4 separate regions of the Sus scrofa genome follow, and all the other regions are linked to region 3. The links are chromatin contacts, called in public Hi-C and HiChIP or PLAC-seq maps. All regions are on one chromosome and are shown on one strand. The core of a region is the stretch at or near the end of the contact, and the rest is flanking DNA. Distances in the headings are between cores, read along the strand shown.

Region 1 (2,700 bases), core at 168-2,667, 150 kb before region 3:
CCTGGTGCATTGGGAACCCAGAGGAGGGACACGCTGGTTAAGGGGGACCTTGAATAACGGTGAAATGCAGAGGAGAAGGTCAGAGCTAAGGGACCACAAGTAAGTAGAGTGGGAAGACGTTGAGCCCGTTTATTTTTCAGTGGTGGAAATGGACGAGGAACATCTCGGGCATCTAGCTGCAGAGCTGGGGATCTAGTGAGCAACACAGCCAACCTGCTTTGCTTCTCTCCACTGCCTCACATTTGTAACCACAGAGCATCTGGTTGCGACACTATCCATCTGCTTCCTTAGGGTAAACAGAAGATTGATTAAGTGCTGTCAGGGCCCAGGCTGGAAACCTGGTTCTTTCAAGCCTCCCGACAGCAGCATCACACACAAGAGGCAGGACGTCTGGGATTCGAATTCCAGGTCCCCCTCTCTGGGTCTCAGTATCCTCATCAGTAATAAAATGGGCTTGATAATGCAGGCAGACCATGGAGATCTTGAGGGCTTACAATAAAGCAAGTATTTCAATAAGGCAAGACCTGAATTTTTTTGGCTTCCCAGAGCATAAAAAAGTTACATTTATACTATACTGTAATCTATTAAGTGTGTAAGAGCATTACGTCTGGAACAACTATGTATATATCTTAATTCAAAAATGCTTCATTGCCAAAAAATGCTTACCATCATCTGAGCCTTCAGCAAGTTGTAACTCTCTTTTTCCCCTGCTGCACCCATGGCATATGGAAGTTCCCGGGCCAGGGATCGAATCCGAGCCGAAGCTGAGGAAATGCCAGATCCTTAACCACTGTGCCACAGCAGGAACTCCCAGTTGTAATCATTTTGCAACAGTAACATCAAAGATCACTGATCTGGGATCACTGTCACAAATGCAACAATAATGAAAAGAGTTTGAAATATTGTGAGAATTACCAAAATGTGACACAGAGACAGAAAGTGAGCCAAGGGTGTTGGAAAAATGGCGCCGATAGACTTGCTTGGAGAAAGTTTGCCACACACCTTCACTTTGGGAAAAACACAGTATCCACGAAGTGCCATACAGCAAGGTATGTCTGCAACGGTACCAGTAGAGGGTTTTTAGGGAGATAAATCAAGATACTCTTCATAAAGGACCTAAACCAGTGCCTGGTGTATACAGACACCACTTCTTGCTAAGTCCATCTTAGAGATGGGACGTCGGCGTGTAGAGGGGAGGGAATCTTGCCTAAGGACCTCACCTAGTTCAGAGGCAGAACTGAAGTTCAGATTGAGCTCTCCTGCACTCCAAAGCTCTTTCCTGCTGTCACGTTGCCTCTCCCATGTGAATATTTCTCAACCACAAAGATAAATTTGTCTCCTCTTTCATGTGGGGTGCGTTCACTGAGCCGGAGCGAGAAGGCTAAAAATACCACTGGATGTAAATCTGATCCAGCGAGAAGGGGTGAGCCTTGGTCAGGTTAAACACAGAGGGAAAGGCCCAGGGGACAGAGCAGGAGCCCTTGCGGTGGCCCTGCCATCCCCTTCAACCCCTTCTCCTGTGACCTGCTTCCAGCTGGCTCCCTGTGCCCCAGTCTCACGGACAATGTCCCTGACTCTAGAACAAGCCAAGATGGTGTCCTCTCTGGGACCTCATGCACATGCCCAGACTCAGATCTTCCCAGGGATGGCTCCTGGTTCAGATGTCGTCATCAAAGCAGTCCTTGCAGGCAGACCACCTTACCTAAAGGGGCCTCTGCCACCTCCGCACACTGCGCCAACCTCTCACTCCTAGCCAGCTGTCCCTTTGTGTGCTTGGCATACAGAGCACTTGGCACAACCTGAAATCCCCTTGTCCCTCCTGTTATCTGCCCTTCTAGGATGGGAGCCTGAAGACAGCAGGCGCTGTGCTCATCTCACCCACTGCTGTGTCTCTGGCAGCTGCAGTATGCCTGGGGCCTAGTCATCCTCAGAAATATTTTTGAATAAACAAAAATGTATGTATGCAGGAGTGAAGGAACAAAGGAATGAAACCTCAATTCTGGTTCTGACTGTGCCATTCCCTGGCTGTGTGATCTTAGGAAAGTCCCATTACATCTCTGAGTCTCAATTATAAAATGAAGGGGTTGCACTAGATTAGGAAGTTCGAAGGTTACTTTGTGGGTAACACCAGGATCCAACAGAAAGTGGATCAAAGGTGCCCATTCTGGAGACCAGGATGTAGCCAGGAGGCAGTAACAGATGTACAGGCCAGAGGGAAGTGTGTCATCCAGGCTTATCAGAAGACAGCAGATAAAGATCACAAACTGTCTCAGGTGGCAAACTGTCACCAGGGGCCCGAGCCTACTACAGACTATAGAGTTATATACGCTCTAGTTGAAGCTTCTCTGTGTCTCTGTCTCACATACATACACCCCTCCTCCACCAACCCGCTTCATCATCATCTGGGTTTACAAGATTGTGTGATTATGGCAGATGAAAAAATTTTTAATATTTTGATAAATTGTCTTCCCAACGACTGTTTATGTGTATCAAATTAACCTCCTTCTGTGTGTATCTCACAATACAATACACTACGATACAACATCACACATACAGTGTTATATGGGCACAATAACGCAAAACAATAATACACTAAAGAAGAAATTTATACCTAGGGACCAAATCAAGATTAGGGAAAGTTAGATTTAATAGGCTCAGACCAGGAAAGAAGTTAGAACCAAAACAAGCAAACAGAGGGTC
Region 2 (2,700 bases), core at 171-2,670, 260 kb before region 3:
AAGAAAATAAACCTAGCTCTGCCTACTTTACCATTTTTTTTTTCTGATGTGGTAGTAACTTCGAGGCATAATGAAATTATGTTCCGCCTCTAAACCTTTGAAGTTCGTTGTAATGCTGCTTCAATCTCGCTTGTGCATTTACGTTTGCTTTAACATGCTCTTTCCTGTTAATAATTGTTAACTTCCTCCACTGCTGTTAAAAGAATAAAAAGGGGATGGAAGAAGTGAGAGAAGCAAAAAAGATGAAAGAAAAGAAAGAGAAAGGCAAAAGCACTTCCCTGGGGGAAACCCCGCGTCAGGAGAGATTGATAGTGTTATTGTTACGTGGTTACTTTAATAAAAGTATTCTTATCTGTTATATTAATAATCATTTAATTAAAACCCCAAAATACTCTATTGTTTCATTTCTCTTTTAATATTTCTCTCTCTCCTCTAAGAAAATGTTGCAGGAAGTTTGGGCCCTCTTGGTGTCTCCAGCAAAACAAGAGAAGAAAACTCCCCTGCAACATGATGGCAATACGAAAAAGGAGTTCGTACATATTGTTTTCAGTGACACAAGAATCTACAAAACACCTATATTATAGGTCATTCTTTCCGTTAGACTATTGTTAGCTTACAGACTGCACAAAAGGACATGCCAGCATGAAGAGGTTGAGGAAGGGGGCAGAATGAACAGAAGAGTGCACTTATTCGGAGGCCTGAAAATGAGCACTGCAGTTATCCTCTAGTTCCAGCGGAAGGAGATATGTCGGGGACGGTCACCGCCTTCCTTCACCAGGGGCTTGTGGAATTCCCTGCCAGCGCGAGAATGAATAGCAGCCCAGCAATATTCACAGTAATACTGCAGACAGGTAACATTAGCACAGAAAAATGGAGCGAATTTCCCCCCACAACGGGCCCCCTGACATTCATCACACAGCTGATCATCCAAGACATATGGCTTAACTTCCACCTGCAATCAAAGAGCAAAGAAAGGAGTTGGCATTGCTCAGTGAACGGACCTGGCAACTCTGACCGCGGGTGGACGCTTGCAGCCACTGTCTAAAGGAGTCTGTGCCAAGTGCCCAAAAGGAAGGGCCGGTAACGCTGTCACTGAAATTCAGACAGTTCATCTTTTAAGCACCTGGGAAGGCTTTTATACCCATCCTTTTACATTTTTGTCTTATTAAATAAATACTTTTCAAATGAAAGAAAGGTTCCAGCAGAAATTGAAAAGTGAAGCCAAGTTCATGTTTGGGAACATCAGAAGGAGGTTTGACCCACAGGAGAGTTTTCATGGACACGAACCGCCACTTTAATCAGTGGATCCGGGTCGCTGTCAGATGCAGAATTATAATCTGCACCAGACCAACTAAGAGAGTCCTAGTGCCACAACAGAGCACCTCAATGTACAAGTCAGAGCGAAGCTGCTTGCATCACACGCTCTTGAGCTGTAATAAGGCCCGAGTCATGGTTTCTATTCACGGCGAACACATCTTGGGTTACAGTCATGAACTTCTAACTCCAGCAAAACAAGATACAGCCCCAGGACTCATAATCCAAAACCTCGCTTTATTCTTTGTCAGGAAGAATGGTCTACCTCAGTTGGAGAGTCTCATAAAATGAGGTCTGCTCCAGCGTCCGACAGGCCAAGCTGCCATTTGAGCCTCTCAAGCATTAAAAATAAGCTGGCTCTTAATTCCCCAGTGAGAAGAGGGTCGGGTATTTTTAGTCTTGGAGCAACTCACAATTGAAACTCCCTTAAACCAGGCTATTACTACCACTGGCGCCACCCACCTCTGACAAGAAATCCTGACAAAGGTTAGCCGTGAGCAAAAGAAAAGTGACAGGGAAGGCAGGATGAGCAGAATAAACCAGAGGATTGAGCTCCTGGCCCTGAGGCCATTCCAGAACACTCACAGTGACAGGGACACAGGTCAAAGAACTGGATCACAGAGGAATACAAATGAAGTCTGAATTTCTAAGGGCGAATCTTACGACTCTGAAACCCATGTAGCAATGAAGCAGCGAGGTAGGAGAGACTGTGCACTCAGGATGTGTGTATTTTTCAGTGTGAATAAAAAGGAGCTCCTCCTGCCCCCTTCATCCGAGCTTACAACAGAATCCACACCCTTCTCCTTACTATACCCCCGTAGAGCATGATGACCACCAGAATGGTAAAATTTCAGCTGCCACCCGAAGTAGAATAAACATGAAACGGAATAGAAGCAGTAAATGAAGACCACTATTGACTTGATAGTTTCTACGTACTGAACCGAGAAAGGCACAATACAGTCAAACCAATAAAGACTTTTTTGAGCACAATGCCTTGGAGTGTTGGATGTCTACGTTGGCCCTAAGGAAAGCGCTAGTCTGCCATGAAATAAGGAGCGGACACCAGAATGTAAATCAGTATATTGCTTACTTCATCAAGAAGGTCTTTCTATGAAAAAAAATCTCAACGGAACTAAAATACGATGCTTACTAATGTGGTGGATTCACATTCTGGTGTAAATCTGGATCTCACTGCAAACGAGCAACAAACCGTATCAACTGGCGGTTGGTTCACAGGCCACCCTTGGAGTAGTACTGCCAGGACAGATTTCTACCCACCAGAACATAAAGAGGTCCCCTGAGGACAGGGACCTCTTGTCCTAGGCACTAAAACATTTGCTGAGTGCATGAAACACAAAGATAAGAAATCTGTGGCAGCAATATGGA
Region 3 (2,700 bases), core at 197-2,696:
ATCAGACCTGTGGTCTGGAAAGCATTCCTGAAAATCAGACATGGTGTGTATTATTTTGCCTTGCCTCAGTTATACAACACAGACCGTGGCCTTGTCTGTACTCCACTGGGGGCCTGCTTTGAGTATATGCTGTGTTCACCTCCATTCTCACTGGCTCGTTACTGCAGGGCTGCTGTTGCTCATTCAATCAGACCCTTGCATACAGGTGAGTTTCTGGAGCCTGGTTAATAAAAACATGCTTCCAAGAGCCCTATCACTTCCATCCAGCTGTCTATCGGAGTGAGGCTCTCAATGGCCACAACAAGCACAACCCGAGAAATATTTTCTTAAAGAAGACGACCCTATTTGTTCTGTTGAAGGTGCCTTCTGTCACTGGGGGATGAAATGGTTTCATTCTCCCACCTGGAGTGCTGCAGTAGCTTTCTGATTGGCAGCCCTCCTTCCTACCTGGTGCCCGCCCAATGCATTCTCCACCCAAAAGGCAGAGTGAGCTTCTTAAAATACAAATCTAGTCATCGGTCCCGCACCCCCAAAACTACCACAACATATTCAGCATCTCCCCCAAACTTCTTCCTATGATTGCGCCTACTTCTCTGACTTCATCTCATGACCTCTGCCCCTTGCTCACCAGGCTCTGGCCACACGTGCTGCCTCACAGACATGCCAAGATCACTCCCTGCTCAGAGGCTCTCTATTTGCTGTTCCCTCTCCCTAGGAGGCTGTTCCCTCAGATCTCTGCATGGCTGGCTCCTTATTAAGTCTCCCCTTGCATGTCACCTCCACAGAGAAGCCATCTTGTCTTAATTCTTTCACACAACTTACTTTTGCTGTTATCACAGCCCTCATCACTAGCGATATCTTTCTGGTTACTTAGCTATGCACCTTCTTCCCCTGTGAACAGGTAGGATCCGTGAGAAAAGCAGCACTGTCTGAGGTGATAGATACAATCCACCAACTCTGGTCCACCTCCAAGTAGCTCCCAGTTCAGAGTTCTAGCCACAGCACCTGCCTGCTTCCTGAACAAGTGTTGGCATTTTGCAGTCAGCAGCTTTGGAAATCAGATCTCATTCCCAAGCCCTGTGACGCAGCCGGAGCAGCAGGGGAGGCTGGGTTGGGGACACAGGGGTGCCTTCAATCCTCAGAGAGATAGCAGCCCTCCAAGGAACAGAGTCGCAGATAAAGGCTGAGAGTCAGGCCTCAGGGCTGCCCTGCTCAATGGAAGCTGACCCTCACCCAGACCTTGCCAGCTCTCAGCATCTCACAAACTCGGCAATCTCCCAGCCTTTTGAACACGCCAGTATTGCCTAGCGACGGAATTGCCATGCAGATAGGGCTCCGGGGATGAAATTAGATTTCCCTTTGCAGAACAAAGACAAACACACACTCCTCTAGCCCATCCTGGGAGAGCTGCATCGGGAGGGCCTGCTTCCGGGCCAGGCATTCAAAGCCCAATAGGCTGTCTTGCTTGCTTCAGCAGTTCCTGGCAAAGTGCAACAGAGTTCTCAGGCTTTGAAATCTATAATTGCCTGCCCTTGGCTGTGAATCCATCTCCAAAGGCAAAGAAGAAAAAAAAAATTGTTTTAAGGGGTGGGGGTGGGATGGGGGAACAGTTCTCATGGCACCAGCCGAGACGAACCCATTTAAACTTTGACATGATGGCTGCAGGGGAGGCCAAATTTTAAAAAACTAGTCTGAGGAGCTCTGGTTTCCAAGAGAAAGATCCATAAATGCAGCTTCTTTCTGTCAGTAAGGAGAAAATGGAAATCACAGGCAAAACCAGAAAACTCATTCCCTAGAATCTTAATGATCTCCGGAGTCACTGTGCTGATCTCTCAAATCAAGGAGTGGATGACGACAGCTCCAGGTTTTCCTACGAGGGTCAGGTGGGTTCGTGGGGGTTTTTTAATTGGGCTCATGTCCAAGCCATGTGCTCGCCGTGATGCCTTAATCCCTTTGCTGTCCCCCAGAAAAATGCCTTCTCTCTCGTGTTTCCCTCAAACAAATGCAGCTTCTGAAAGGGAAAACGAGACTCCCTCTCTTGCAAATGGATTTCTTATCACATGACTGCTCGCTCCACTGTGGGTGAACTCACATTTCTCTTGCATAAGAGAGCAATTTCCTCAAGGAAGAAAAAAAGGGGGGGGGGGAATCAAACTGCTGGCCTCTCTTCATTTTCCATGTAAATGTCGTAAGCCTCAGCTCGTGAAGATAATGGGAGAGAAGCCGCTTGATTTCGGGAGGATGAGTATCAGTCTTTCAGATGGCAGTGAAATGCTCGCCTGCATTTGTTTGATTTGGCAGGACTCTCAAGAAGGAATCAATTCATTGGCAATTTTAAGGGTTCTCCAGGCAAAAGGATACCTTCTGGTAAGATCTCCTACCAGGTTAAAGTTCAACAATGATTAAATCAGAAAACTCTAATTATGGCTGAATAATGAACTCTAATTATATTGTGGCTGAACAGAAATTTGTGGCCTTAATTGAGGATGTTTAAAATAAGGAATGAGATCTTAAAGGTAATAAAAAATAATAATGAGCCTTAGGATTTAAAAACAACAACAAAGAAAAACCACAACAAAAAAGGAAAGTGTGATTCCTCAAGTGTGCTCAGAGGTGTGAATGGTGACAGCAGCCGTCAGTTAAATACAGAAGTACCAGCCCTTTGAGACACGCTGGCCATACCGCGAAGTCTCAGGGGAG
Region 4 (2,700 bases), core at 199-2,698, 220 kb before region 3:
CAGTAAACAAAACCCCTCTCCAAGAAAGATCTGATGTTCAGTTTAAAAGCTTGTAAAAAATAAAAATAAAAAATTTGAATTCTCTTGCCTATCTCTCTAGGTTCATCTCTCACACTGCCATTTCCCTTCTCGCAGTAGGTATTCTGGACTTTCAGAAGTACTGGCCCACTAACTTTTTTTGGCAGGATGGGGCATTAACTTTTACTTCTGGTTCTTTCCTCTGGCACGCCTTCCTTTCTCTCTGCTTCCGATGTTGTTTCACCACTCAAGCTTCCACAATTTTGTCCAGGTAGCTTCTTTCACAGGTCTCGCAACCTACGGAAAATCCCTGCCCCAAGCCACCTGCTCTCTGGTTTAGACAGGCCTATGGGCTCCATACAACACCCCTTATACTTATTATACCATATTTAAATTATCTATTTCTAAACTCTCTTCCTCTAGGGTGACAAAATCCTTAAGGACAGATTTTGGGTCTCGAAACTCAGAGCTTAGAGAAGAGAAGGTGCTCAATAAGTAGCTGCTGAATGAATGAAAAAAACAAAGCCAGCAACTGGTGGTCTCTGCCACGCAGTGAAACACGCAGTGAAAAGAGTAGAGCTGGACAAAGCCCATCTTGTGAGCTAGATCAAATTACTTTGTTTCTCTGAACCTCAGAGAAACAGAGATTTCCATTTACATGTAAGAAATTCAAGAAATAATTTTTGCAGAATGCCCAGAAAAGCTCCCCAGTTTAGAGTTATGTGCTCAATTAATATTCATTCCCTTTCCCTCATCAACTCTAAGCCAGAGATAATCAATAATTTTCTACTTGTGAGAGAAAGAAAAAGGAAAAATTCCTCTAAGCCACATAAGACCCAAACTGGAACCTTGGAGAAGGGAGTGGCCATATTATGGGGGGATTTTTTCAGCTTCAGAGAAGCGAGTTTGCTAATGTTCTGAGTTACAAACAGGGATATAATTCTTCGCCGGGGAAGAGAAGAGAAAAAAAACCTCTTTACTTTTATGATAGCCAAACTGGCAGAAGCAGAAGTATATTAGGAAATGAAAACTTTGAAAATTCAGCTTAAAAATGCTACTTTTAATAAAAGCCAAGGAGGATCTTCCTTTTGTACCAATAGCTCAGATTCAATCTTTCAATTCTGATATGATAGCTGAAAAACAGACTGTCACGGTGGCAAAAAATTTAACATTTATCTTTAAGATAAGTCAATGGGTTATGTTTCTATAGCTTAAGGTTGGTTTCATGTAGAAGGATTGCTTTGACTCAGGGCAGGTACAAAGTTGGAAGATCTAAAACATTTACGAATTTCAGGCAGAAGGGAATGTCTAGAGAGACACTAGCAAAGAGCTGATCCAATTAAGGAATTCAAAAGATTTCCTACTGCCAGTAAACCTAACAACAAACCAGCCAGCAGGAAGGCTATTTTTATCCCTGCCAGAGGCCTTCTGACTCTGGATGCTACATTTAGAGGACAGAGCAACAAGATAACTTGCCTTAAGAGGATGTTATGATACCAGTGATTAATGGCAATTTTTTAAGCTTTAAAAAACTAGGCATAGTTTTTATCCAAAATAAACCAGCCAAAGTCAGTTTAAAAAAAAAAAAAAAAAAGAAGATAATATAACGGAAAGAAAAGTGGAAAAACAGACCAATGGGTACTAGAAAAGTTTTCAGTAATCTAGAAACAAAGCCAAGGCAGTACATTAAAATCCTCCTACCTTGCAAAAAGGCTGATGAAAAGAAATATGTGTTATAAGAGACATATTTTAAAAGAACCAGTGAATAAAAATAAATAATTGTAGAACTCCCCCAAAGGTAAAGGTGATTTTTTTTTCTTTCTTTCTTTTTTGGCCCCTTGGCATATGGAGTTCCTTGGCCAGGGATCAGACCTGAGCCACAATGGTTGTGACCTCCACCGCAGCTGGGGCAACTCCAGATCCTTTAACCTGCTGTGCCAGGCCAGGGATTTAGCCTTCGTTTTTGTGTTGCAGAGACACACGGCCACAGTAGGAACTCCAGTAAAAACGATTTTGAGAAATGGTTCTCTGTACCAACATGAAGAAGATCAAGACAAATTCATGAAATCCCTTGGGACTCTAAGCTAAATTACGTATGGATGATGGAGAACTTTAGAGATGAGACGAGCCCCTCCCCAAAAAGCAATGAGCTAAGTCAGTGGTTGGCTTTCTGCATACATACCTATCATTAACGCTAATCTCTAATTTAACGTAAATCCTAATGACTTTACTGAATCTTAACGAAGAATGAGCTTTGATTTCACATCTAATCTAATTTCACCTTTGTTATTTCTCAAAAGGCCCAGGTCCTATTTTCCTTTATCAGTACTCAAGGCACTGAGTCTTCCTCTTTTCATTAGCCTTAAAAATAAACAGACTGTTCAAAGATGTCTGCAAATTATTTGGAGGATAAGCTGCATTAGGCCAAGAGTCTAAGTTTTTATTTCCTGATATATCCCAAAGGCCTAAAATAGTGCCTGGCACTTAGTGTTTGCTTGATATGTATTTGTTTTATGAGCAGCCCCCATAGCTTTAGACTTTATACATCTACCCGAAGTGGTTCTCAAAGTGGAGTGAGGGTGGGGGTGAGGAGGGAGGGCAGTCTATCTGAATCACTGCTGGAATACACATATGCTTAAGTCTCATGACAGACTTGGTGAATCAGAATCAGCAAAAAGAACA

The links. A called contact is a pair of places that touch in the nucleus more often than the background predicts. HiChIP or PLAC-seq counts read pairs in DNA pulled down with a chosen protein or histone mark.
Region 1: a contact with region 3 is called in a Hi-C map of skeletal muscle, with 3 times the contacts expected there. The contact joins two enhancer-like sites. A contact is called at or near these places in 1 of 47 Hi-C or Micro-C datasets (skeletal muscle) and 2 of 2 datasets of contacts at active chromatin or transcription factors (alveolar macrophages and skeletal muscle).
Region 2: an H3K27ac HiChIP or PLAC-seq map of skeletal muscle shows a contact between it and region 3. The contact joins two enhancer-like sites. A contact is called at or near these places in 2 of 2 datasets of contacts at active chromatin or transcription factors (alveolar macrophages and skeletal muscle).
Region 4: a contact with region 3 is called in an H3K27ac HiChIP or PLAC-seq map of skeletal muscle. The contact joins two enhancer-like sites. A contact is called at or near these places in 4 of 47 Hi-C or Micro-C datasets (embryonic fibroblasts, epiblast stem cells, fetal heart ventricle and 1 more) and 2 of 2 datasets of contacts at active chromatin or transcription factors (alveolar macrophages and skeletal muscle).

The regions. Positions count from the first base shown.
Region 1 is chr16:50,543,339-50,546,038 of Sscrofa11.1, forward strand. The region is part of intron 6 of LOC102164818 (a long non-coding RNA gene); the gene reads right to left. Among named protein-coding and RNA genes, the nearest start is that of CPEB4, 46 kb to the left of the region's middle. Within about 2 kb of position 1,418, at least 9 of the 83 cell types and tissues checked have an H3K27ac peak or open chromatin away from gene starts, as enhancers often do. A contact at or near this core is called in skeletal muscle, where this site is marked.
Region 2 is chr16:50,433,816-50,436,515 of Sscrofa11.1, forward strand. It overlaps CPEB4 (cytoplasmic polyadenylation element-binding protein 4), which reads right to left. Exons shown (of 8, transcript XM_005657625.3): 8 at 1-952. The coding sequence ends at 725. LOC102164640 (a long non-coding RNA gene) reads left to right here. Exons shown (of 6, transcript XR_002339629.1): 6 at 438-2,700. Among named protein-coding and RNA genes, the nearest start is that of C16H5orf47, 35 kb to the left of the region's middle. Within about 2 kb of position 1,421, at least 6 of the 83 cell types and tissues checked have an H3K27ac peak or open chromatin away from gene starts, as enhancers often do. A contact at or near this core is called in skeletal muscle, where this site is marked.
Region 3 is chr16:50,689,260-50,691,959 of Sscrofa11.1, forward strand. The region is part of intron 3 of LOC102164818 (a long non-coding RNA gene); the gene reads right to left. Among named protein-coding and RNA genes, the nearest start is that of BOD1, 44 kb to the right of the region's middle. Within about 2 kb of position 1,447, at least 12 of the 83 cell types and tissues checked have an H3K27ac peak or open chromatin away from gene starts, as enhancers often do. A contact at or near this core is called in skeletal muscle, where this site is marked.
Region 4 is chr16:50,464,418-50,467,117 of Sscrofa11.1, forward strand. The region is part of intron 2 of CPEB4 (cytoplasmic polyadenylation element-binding protein 4); the gene reads right to left. Among named protein-coding and RNA genes, the nearest start is that of CPEB4, 33 kb to the right of the region's middle. Within about 2 kb of position 1,449, at least 13 of the 83 cell types and tissues checked have an H3K27ac peak or open chromatin away from gene starts, as enhancers often do. A contact at or near this core is called in skeletal muscle, where this site is marked.